2 separate regions of the Gossypium hirsutum genome follow, and region 2 is linked to region 1. The links are chromatin contacts, called in public Hi-C maps. All regions are on one chromosome and are shown on one strand. Each heading gives the region's core, a stretch centred on a gene start, on an enhancer-like site or on the middle of the called end of the contact. The rest is flanking DNA. Distances are from core to core; before and after follow the strand shown.

The links. Hi-C and Micro-C count contacts between places; a contact is called where the count stands out from the background.
Region 2: a Hi-C map of leaf shows a contact between it and region 1, with 3 times the contacts expected there. The contact joins the promoter of LOC121209683 here to the enhancer-like site in region 1. A contact is called at or near these places in 4 of 34 Hi-C or Micro-C datasets (callus, cotyledon and leaf).

Annotation. Positions count from the first base shown.
Region 1 is chrA02:106,681,224-106,686,883 of Gossypium_hirsutum_v2.1, reverse strand. No RefSeq gene overlaps it. Among protein-coding and RNA genes, the nearest start is that of LOC121209679, 26 kb to the left of the region's middle. Within about 2 kb of position 2,338, at least 2 of the 9 cell types and tissues checked have an H3K27ac peak or open chromatin away from gene starts, as enhancers often do. A contact at or near this core is called in leaf, where this site is marked.
Region 2 is chrA02:106,726,987-106,732,311 of Gossypium_hirsutum_v2.1, reverse strand. It overlaps LOC121209683 (probable galacturonosyltransferase-like 1), which reads left to right and starts at 1,964. Exons shown (of 1, transcript XM_041080774.1): 1 at 1,964-3,448. The coding sequence starts at 2,067. The coding sequence ends at 3,161.

The DNA.
Region 1 (5,660 bases), core at 1,089-3,588:
CCATAATTTGGCCCAAATAGTTGATTTGTAAAACCCTAACCGTTGGGTTCAATGCTCTTTGAGTTTGGAGTTGGGGATTATAATGAAGTTGCCAATATAGTTTAGCAAGTAATGTTTACAATGAAAGTAATGTTTAAGGGTTTACATTGTATAAATTGATGTTGATTGAATCTTAGTTCAATTGGCGTCAGCAGTGTTGTCAATGTAAGAAGATATGAGTTTGAGCATGTTAAAGTGCATTTATTTTTCTATTTAAAGATGGGGAGGTGTTATGGGTAACTTTAGGTATTATATTAAAAAAATATTAAAACTTGTTATTAAAATAAATTTTTAAATTTTTTTATGTTTGTTTTTAAGGGTTTAAAGCTATGGGATCTAAAAAAGAATTGTAGATTCAAGTTTTGATCTTTAAATGTGATGAATAACATTTTTAAATTGCATGAACCAATCAAATTAAATTTTGATTATGTTAAACTTTTTAATTATATATATAGAAGGGATCATAGAATATTATGTTTGTTTAGAACAACAACAATATTTCAAGTTTTTGGTCCCATAGTATTCTCTATTTTGAGAGAGATAAATTGTTGGTATTGTTAAAACTTAATTAAGCCCTCATAGTAAAATGTTTATAGGTCGGGTTGGATTGAGTTCGAACTAAACTCATTTATATGTCTATATTCATTTTCTTTGTCTAAACTTGGCTCGAATATGAGTTTAATTTTTTTACCCAAGTCAAATCCAAATATAAATATAAAAATCTAAGCTTGATTGACTAGTCCATATTTAACTTTGACAATTTTTTTTATGAAAATAACAAATTTAAAAAATAATGAATTAGCATACAATTTTGTCTTCGGGTTTGTGTGGATGGCTTGGCCCATAAACAACTATACTTGATAGGTTTCAATTTCATTGTGCACAATTTTCATGTGGGGTCTCTAATCTTACCATACATAATTGCCATGGTGGGTTTTGTGCAATTATATTTCAAATTCACATCCTTTTATCCTTTGTATTGGTTTGATTTTTTTTATAATTGCTCAGACATTTATCTATAATTATATTATATTTATACTTATAAACTCTAAAAAAAATAAATTTTATTACCATATATCCACTTCTATTAATTAATCCATAATTCTTTACCTTTAATAAGATGCTCAATTTCTATACCAATGATTAGGAGGTCCTTGATTAGTTAAATTAAGTTTTTAAAAAAAAGTGTAAACATCATATCTACCCAAAAAAGTGTAAAGATCATATACCAAAAATGGGTTAGCTCAATTATTTAATTTAATTATCTCTACATGTCATCAAACTCAAATCCAATATCTTAATCCTATTTTTTCCTTAAAAAAATTATGTGTTTTGATTAAATTTACAAGTGTTGGCAAATGTGGGATATGAAATACAAAAAAGTTATTTTCAATATCCCAAACCAAAGCAAAAGGCCAATCTTTAGTTCTCCATTTCCTCACCAATCCAAAAATAAAAAGAAAATATATGAGAAATTGACTGTTAAAAGTGGAGCTATTATGCAAGTTGTGTGTGCATCAAATCCAACACATACAATAAGTCCATCCAAAAAGCACAAAAAGAGCTCTTCTAGTCTTTAGCCTTAGACTAAAAACTTTAGGTTCCCACCTTCAAAGGCTGCAAATCACTCCACCCCTTCTCACACCATCTTTATGTGTCAAGCATTTATTGGATCATATGACCCAATTTAATTTAGGAACTAAATCAAACATTAAAATCAAATTTAAGTATCAAATAGTATATTAACCCTTATAATTATAACTATCTCAACTTTACCGTAAAGCCATATATGGTTGGCTTAGATGGTAAATATCAACTCAAATATAATTTGGAATGTATTTAAAATGTATGGATCAAATTGTAAACATTTGTGTTTCAATTCTAAGAATAGCTTAGATTTAACATGTCAAAGAAAAAAAAATAGAAATAACATGCTAGATCAAAGTTGCCAATGCCTCGTGTATATATATATATTCAAATTGGCTCACATATTCGAAATATACTCCAATAAGATTCAAATTGACAGTTAGACTAATAGAGAGACTTGATTGATATATTACTGATATTTTGATGACTCAATTAGAATGATTTAAAGTTTAGTGATCAATTTAAAATTTGAATAATAGGTTGTGGAGGTTTCGTGAAATTAACCCTTTTTATGTATGGTATGATTTATTCAACTTCACCCTCGTTTTCTCATTTCATAATGGAGGAGGAAAAATCACTATCCCCATGCCTCTTGGCAAACAGCCTGTCACCTCGCATTTTATGACACATGTCACGTTTCGAACACCATTGATATCGGTGTGGACCACCACTCCCATGTGGCTGCGGCCACCCTTTGCCGGCCTTATGCCAATTTAGGACCACCACCCTTAGAGGTATACATTCTTCATATATATTATCAAGAGAGCTCCCATTTTGGGTCGTTTTCTTATATGGGGCCAATGCTCCCTGAAGGTATTCAAAATCCAAAGGACTCATCACTAATATTTTTCTTATTCAAACATTTTCATTTAAATAATTTTCATTATTTATTTCAATTATACATATTCTTGATTAATGATCCCATGCTAAAAAAAAGAAAAGTAAAAAAAAATGATACCTTGATTGCCTTTCTATATGATATCTCAAGTTATGTACAAACATATACTCTAGCTTGTAGTACCAAAATTTGGGACCATAATTAAGTCTCATATTAATTGCTTTTGTTCTTATCTAATCTTAGTCCTTTTCAAAGAATGCAGTTTCATACTCTTATTTTTCTATTATATATATATATTCACATATGAGAGCATTGAAGAAGGCAAGGGGGTTACCCCAAAATGATAAATTAGGTTAAACTGTTGCTAAGAATTGTAAATTGTAAATTAATGTAATGATAAAATTATATTTTAACTCTTCAAAATTTTATAACTCAGGATGAAAATATTGATATAATATTAAACTATTAGAAAAGAAATATAAATACTCGAGTTTTATATATATATATATATGATTAAGACATAGCATAAAAACAGGCTCTTGTATCTATAATTTGTATCATTTTTAAGCTAAAACTTAGCCCACATACATGTGTGAGTAATACCCAGTTTTTTTTTCTTTCCAATCAAAGTAATAGATAATAAAATTTTTATAATACAAAAAGATGATATAAAATATATTCTAACATTATATGATTATGGTGTGGCCAAAGTATACCAAAAAAATTCACAACATAAACAATCAATATAGTGTGACAAGATTGGCGACTTCGAAATACATAACATAGGGTTAAAATAGTAATTTTTGTTTGTCTCATGTTATATTTTAATTACTTTTGTGTGAAATATTACGTCTTAGTCACTTACATTATTGTGTTGTAACATTTTAGTCATTGAGCCGTTAATTGTCGTTAATGGTGTAATGGTAAGCTGATGTGATATGTTAAATCATCATTTCAAATTAAAATTTTAGATTAAATTCTATAATTGATCCCTATAATTTTACATTTTGAGAAATTTAATTTTTCTTTTATGTCCTTTTAAATTTATTTTATTTTTCATTTTCTTCTGCTTCTCCCTCAGTTTTCCTCCCTTGTTCATTTCTTTTAGCATAGTTTTTCTATGTTTTTCATTTGTTAAAACTAGTCCACAAGCTCACCTCACTCGAAAAAATTAAATTGTTCAAAAAATAAAAGTATAGGGACTAATTTTAACAAATGAAAAATATAGAAAAATTATGTTAAAAGAAATGAAGAAGGGGGAAAACAAAGGGAGAAGCAGAAGAGAATGAAAAATAAAGAAAAAAAAGAAAAGTTAAAAAATAAAAGAAAAAATTAAATTGCTCAAAATGAAAAAATATGGGGATTAATTGTATAAATTAATCTATTTTTTTTAAATGATGATTTAACGTGCCACATCAGCTTACCGTTACACCGTTAATGACAATTAATAGCTCAATGACTAAATGTTACAACGCGATAACGTAAGTGACAAAAATATAATATTTCAAACATAAGTGATTAAAATGTAACCTAAAGTAAACAAAATATAATTTACCATTTTCGATATATTATTTTTCTATTCATTTTCTCATAGTACTCTCATTAAAATAATTTTTTTTAAAAAAAGATAAAAATAAGAGTTTAGGTTTCATTTCATAAGCTTCATCTACCAACTAAATTTGAGATTGAATCACTAAAAAAAATGTATCTAATGTTTGGTTTGTGGGTCTGAAAGTCATGACAAAAGGTAAGAGGGGACTTAATTATAAAAGACAAAAAATAAACATCATATTATTATGTTAAAATGTATCTAATGTCCCAAGATACATGATTTGGACAACCGGTTGGTTGAGACATAAACATCATTAGGTAAGATTTGAAGGTTCATTTGTTGTACAAACAAGCAATTAGGATATCATTACATTATATAATAACTTAAACAAAGTTCTCCCATTACTTGTCTCATTTTATTATTCTTAGGTATTTAGTTATAGACTTTATTTTGGTATATTTGAAAGGGGTACTTATATTTAGTTTTAATGTTCAATTTAATACCTGAGTTTAATTTTAATGTTCAATTTGATACTTAAGGTTTTTCTTTGATTCATACAAGTACTTAAATTTGATTTCAATATTCAATTTACTTTTTAAATTTTCCTTTTCTCCTAATTAAATGCCTATCTTTTTTTTTACTAACGTACACATATCGAATATTTAATTTAGGTATCAAATTGAGAAAAAAGAACGAAATAAACCTGAGAACTCAAGTAACCCTATTTGACAAGAAGTCTGATTTATTTTTCAAACTTTTTAAATATTTTTGTATAATTCTTTTTAGCAATGATTGTAATAAGAGTGACATTTGACTTTGAATAATACTAGGTCCAGGCTGCTGTAATGAAATTGGAAAATGATAATCAGAAATGGACACAAAAATTCAAGTGCCTCCAAACCTTGGAAAAGACTTGACCCTTGTTTTCTTACATCCTATTCCTCTCCATTTATTCGTCTGCTACAACACATGTAAAGAAAACTTGTTATAAAACCATCGTAAAATAAAAAAAAAAATAAGAACACATAGATTTTACTTAAAAAAATTTCAGGAAAAAATTCACAAGCAAAAAAGAAAGATTTCACTAATGTTGAAAAATAAATAATACAAAAAGAGTTTCGACTACATGTATTTAAGAGTTGAAAAACCTTTTCTAAACTCCAGTCGTAATCCCAATCCAATTTTATACTTAATGAGGTCGTAACTCGTCACACTCACTAAAAATTTTTAAAACTTTTATAGGAGTTTAATTATTAATTTTAAATTGAAAGGATTAATATTTTTTAAAAAATTTGGGATCTGATTAATTTTTTTAAAAATTTCGAATATTTTTAATTAAATCCAAGCCTAAAGATTTAGACAAGTAAGTTTATAATTGGATTGGAATAATTTAAGACAACCAATAATTTTAATTTTAATTTTTTAATTTTCAATTACGTATGCAATTTATTATAAAATGTTTATTTTTTAATTTAAAATTTTCTAATTTCTCAAGTCTTGGGTAATATGCACAGACCGCTACTAATAATAATAATTAATTCATTTTATTATAATCTTAATTAAATTTAGTCATATGGTTGACTC
Region 2 (5,325 bases), core at 715-3,214, 46 kb before region 1:
GATGTGTATGTGATAATGATTTATTCTAGTAAAAAACGTGCATGTTGTAAGAGAAATTAAAATCATAATGATATTAAAGTGCCCATTTTTAACATGTGTAGTCCACTCTTTGAGATATAAGATGATATATAATTTGATTGTAATTAACTAATCCATAAATTTAGTTATTTTCACTGATGCCTGTAAGATCAAGTGATAAAAAGTTTGATATTCTATAAATAAGATTTCGGGTTTAAGTATTGTGAATATAGAAAATAGTTCTGAAAAAGTTTTGCCTTCGGGTTAAATTCAGCTTGTTTCGAGATTTAATTAAGAAAAAAATGTGATTACTGAATAGTAGAGAGTCTAAAAAAAAGATATTTTTTAATTAAAGCAATGGTTTTGACTAAATGATTATGAAAGTAATACTTATTAATTTTATACTATAATTAAACATATTGACAAGAGAGTGAATTATGGCTTGAATTATGTCAAGTTTAGATTTGTAATTTATATTCATCCAGCTCAGATCAAATTATGATTTAATTGATGAATTTCATACCAACCCAAATGAAATTTAAATTAAATTAAAATGGATTAAAATTTTGATTATTCGATTTTGATCCATATCCATGAAGAGCCTGTGGAATAATCAAAATTCAAGAGTTCAATTTAAAAATATTAATCCAATCATTGATGCAATTATGATTTTTCTCAAAATTTATCGTCGAAAGTAAATTATTATAAATTCAGTAAACATACTTGATAATAAGAAAATGTTTATAAAAAATACTAACACTGCCACTGATTAATTGGACTAAAATTTTAACATCGAAAAAAAGAAGAGTAAAAGTAATTACTTTGACAACTTTTTTTAATTGTGAGGATTAAATTTTAAATTTGATAAAATTAGAGGGGTTTATGGCATATTTTACCGAATGTGTAGTTAAAGATGCAGCTCCCACCATTTTCTTGTTTTCCATGTCTCTATCTCTTTTATTAGGACAATAAACTTTCCACCAATGGGACCCAACTTTTCTTCCTTATTGATGTCTAGCTTACGTGGCACTTCATGGTCCCACTCGTCGAAGCCATGTGGCAACTTTCATTTTGTCAATGTCACCCTTCAATTCACGTTTACACCAACGCCCCTTGCATTAAATGTTCTACGGAAGATATGGATCATGTTAGAAAAAGAGAAAAAAAATAAATATTGAAATTTTGGATCAAATCTTAGGTGAATTGACACTGTTGTAATTATAATAATAAAAAAGGCTATCAAAAGAAATTTTCGCCCAAGATTTAATAATTAGTCAATTCTTAACTTACGCGATAGAAATAAAAAACTATTGAATGATTTGATTTATCAACTTGTTCGACACTTCGTATTTGTTTATAGGCATGGTAATGAAATGATTAATGCTCTTGCTAATGCAGGGGTGAAGAGACTTGCGTTATTTAAAATGATTTTTGCTTGGTGATGAGTGTTTTTCTATCCTGTTTCACTCTTATGTTGTGTTAAAGGGTGATGACTGAATTCTGTCTTTCAACTAGTTAGAAAGTGTTTATAATCTTTTTTATTTTTTTATCAATGTCTTTCTCTTATTAATAAATTTGTATCAACTGAGTGGGAAAAAAAAAAACGAATATCAAACCCATAATTTTTGGATTTCCATAATTGTATGTTGAATATCATTAAAATACATAAAATGAAATTATCAATACGCTTAAATTAATCGATAATAAAAGAACAAAAATAAAAATATTATTATTTATAAAATTACAATTTTACATATTTCTAATATTTTTAATTTAATATTTTTAACATATCTATACATATTCATCATCCATTTTTTTTTAATTTTATCATTACAGTAATTAATTCTCAGTGTCCACACCCGAAAATAGCTTGACCATTGGTCCCTAGAAGTACCTGTTTTTTTTAATTTTAAACCCAAACGTGGGGTTTTTTTTATTTTGGGTTCAAAGTTGAAAACACAAAAGAAATTAGAAATCATTGATGTGTTCCCTTTTCCCCTATATTAAAAGCTTAGAAAACCAAAAATCTAAACTCCCACCAACAAAAGATGTCCAAATTTGCATTAGTAATCCCACCAAATAAACTCCACCGACACCACCACCACCGTCACCACCTCTTCCTCCTTTTCCTCCTCATCTCCGCCGTAAATGCCGCCCCTTCCTTGGCTTCAACCACCACTAATAATGACCAAAAGTTCAAAGAAGCTCCACAATTTTATAACGCACCCACTTGTCCTTCCATTAATGGCACCACCAATGAAATGTGTTCCCATGAAGCTGTTCATGTAGCAATGACCCTCGATGCCGCCTATTCGCGTGGTTCAATGACAGCTATTTTTTCCATCCTGCAACACTCTTCTTGCCCTCAAAACATCCTTTTCCACTTCGTCTCCACCTCCACCGCCGACCACCGTCACCTCCGCCTTACAATCACCCACTCTTTCCCTTCCCTTAAGTTCCAAATCTACCCATACGACTCCTCCGTCGTGTCCGGCCTTATCTCAACATCCATCCGGTCAGCACTCGACTCCCCACTCAACTACGCCCGGAACTACCTCGCCGACCTCCTCCCTCATTGCATACACCGCATCGTTTACCTAGACTCCGACCTCGTCCTAGTCGACGACATAGCCAAACTCGCCGCCACCCCACTGGACGAAAACACCGTTCTCGCCGCCCCGGAATATTGCAACGCCAACTTCACTTCATACTTCACCCCAACCTTCTGGTCCAACCCCACACTTTCCCTAACCTTCGCCGGCCGGAAACCTTGTTACTTCAACACCGGTGTAATGGTCATAGACTTACAAAAATGGCGTGAGGGTGATTACACCACCAAAATCATCGAATGGATGGAGCTTCAAAAAAGAATAAGGATCTACGAGTTAGGTTCATTGCCACCATTTTTACTCGTCTTTGCAGGCACCATAGCACCTGTTGATCATAGATGGAACCAACACGGGCTTGGAGGTGACAATTATAGAGGATTATGCAGAAATTTACATCCGGGTCGGGTTAGTTTATTACACTGGAGTGGTAAAGGGAAGCCATGGGTGAGACTTGATGCTAATCGACCATGTCCTTTAGATGCTTTATGGGCTCCTTATGATCTGCTACAAACACCCTTTGCTTTAGAACCTTAAAAAATTATGATTAGTATATGTTTTTTTCAACAATAATTTTCTTTTTCTGGGCTGAGATTTTTTCTTTCAATGATGCCATGGAACTTATAGAGAAAAAAAAATGGATCTGAGTGGAAAATTTTAAGATAAATTTTCTTGGAGATATATGTTCATAGATTCTATAGCAGTGAACATTAACAATCTTAGTACAATCTTTGCTTCTTTTCTTTATCTATGTATTGTTGAGGACAGTATATAATACATGTTATGCCTACTACAGAAATTAAAGATCAAAAGCTTTTTTGGTAGTTTGGTTTAATTATGATTTAGTCCCTCTACTTTACTTTGGTTTGTCTTTTACTTTACGAAAACTAAGAAGCTAATCCAATTAATTTGTTGCATATAAATTGAATTCTTTTTGTTGGTTTAATTGTGATTTTGTCCCCTACTTTTCAAAGATCGAGGAGTTGAGCTATTAATTTTTGCTAATTCACCGTCCATATAAAATGCTGTTGATTTTCAAATCAATCATTTAATGTTTTCTTTTTCTTGTAGGAAGCTTTTAATGTTGATTTGTTCTTGGTTTTTTGGCATGTTGAAGTAATTGATATTATTGCATCAATATTTCATCTTTTTAAATGGTAATAATTTGCAAAAATCAAGGACATTGATTGTGAAAATTAGAAAACCTATAATGGTGTTGTTGGAGCCTAGCAATGTCTGGTCTGAATTGAAATTCACCTTATTTTACTCCACCATTTAAGACAAGCTTGAGTTGTTTGTTTTCCTAGTTTTGTCTATATACCCTATTATGCGATCAACATTGTACTTTAATGTAATGAAAGCTTTATCATGGGAATAGCAATATACATTTTACTACTATTCATCGGGATTCATTTACATTGGTCTAAAATTAAAATAATTTTATATATTTTTATATAATTAATATTTAACTATTCAATTGTTATATTTCATAATCCGTTCATATAAATCATGTATGCCAAATTTAATATAAAGTTAAAATAATTAATTATTTGTTAATGTAAAAAAAAATCAACTATTCAATAAATATTAATATATGCAATATTTTAGATTGATATGATAGAAATATCGAATGATTTAAAATTTTACATCGATGACAAATTCAATTATATTGATAAATTCAGTGGTTGAATCATTAAGGTATTAACTATACAATTAGTTTTATACTAATGTAGGTAGATGCCTCCCATATACATATATTTTCTACTACTACTACTACTCTATCTTTAGCTTTATTTTTTTTTCTTTCTCTTCCTTTCATTTGGTGCCTTGTCTAGCCATAGCAAAACATTAAACTATGTTGTATCTTATTTTACATTGTAGAGAGAGTTTTACCTGACTATCACCTTCGGCTCAAATAAGACTATACTAAAATGGATGAGGACACTTGTGGTTTATACATAAAAATTTGAATATAAGACATTGGTACGTATAAGTATATTGAGGGAAGACCGACTTTTTCTAGAGAAGTTTTCAAAGTGGCGTCTATTGTGAGCCAACGAACTCCTCATTAAATTGGTATTGTCTTCGATTGGGGTTTTGTCTCCTAACTTTGGGAGAGCCCAAATGCCTGAGGCTATTTGAAGAGGTGGCATGTTCAATAAAACAGGAGTGTTTCATTAGATCGAATCATCTGTGGTGCACAATCACCTATCAAAATGATATGAGCATTCGTGCTTGATAGGATTTGACCTATGCCCCATAAACAACAACAATGAGCAAAATATGCTATTGCCTTAAGCACTCAAGTTCTCCAAAAAATCGAAAAATAAAACTCCAATTACAAATAAAACTGATTCATTCCCAATATACTATTCTTCAAAAATTTCTTTAAAAAAATAAAATAAAATCAAACTACCCTACATTCAACTTTCCCATATTACCCAATTCTCTACTAACAACCACAAATTAAGTTGATATTTTTAGCAAAATTTATGGTGTCCCGACAACATATATCAAAGCCTTGCAACTCCTTTTTGTTTTTTGCCTTTAGTCACATGGGGCTTAGTTAGAAAGGGCACTAAACATGTAAAATTTGTCTTTTTTTTTATAGGAAGATGGTAAATCTTTAATAGTAATGTGATCAATGCGACTCAAATTCAAACTACACTTAAAATAGTGAACACCCTAATCATCAAACCAA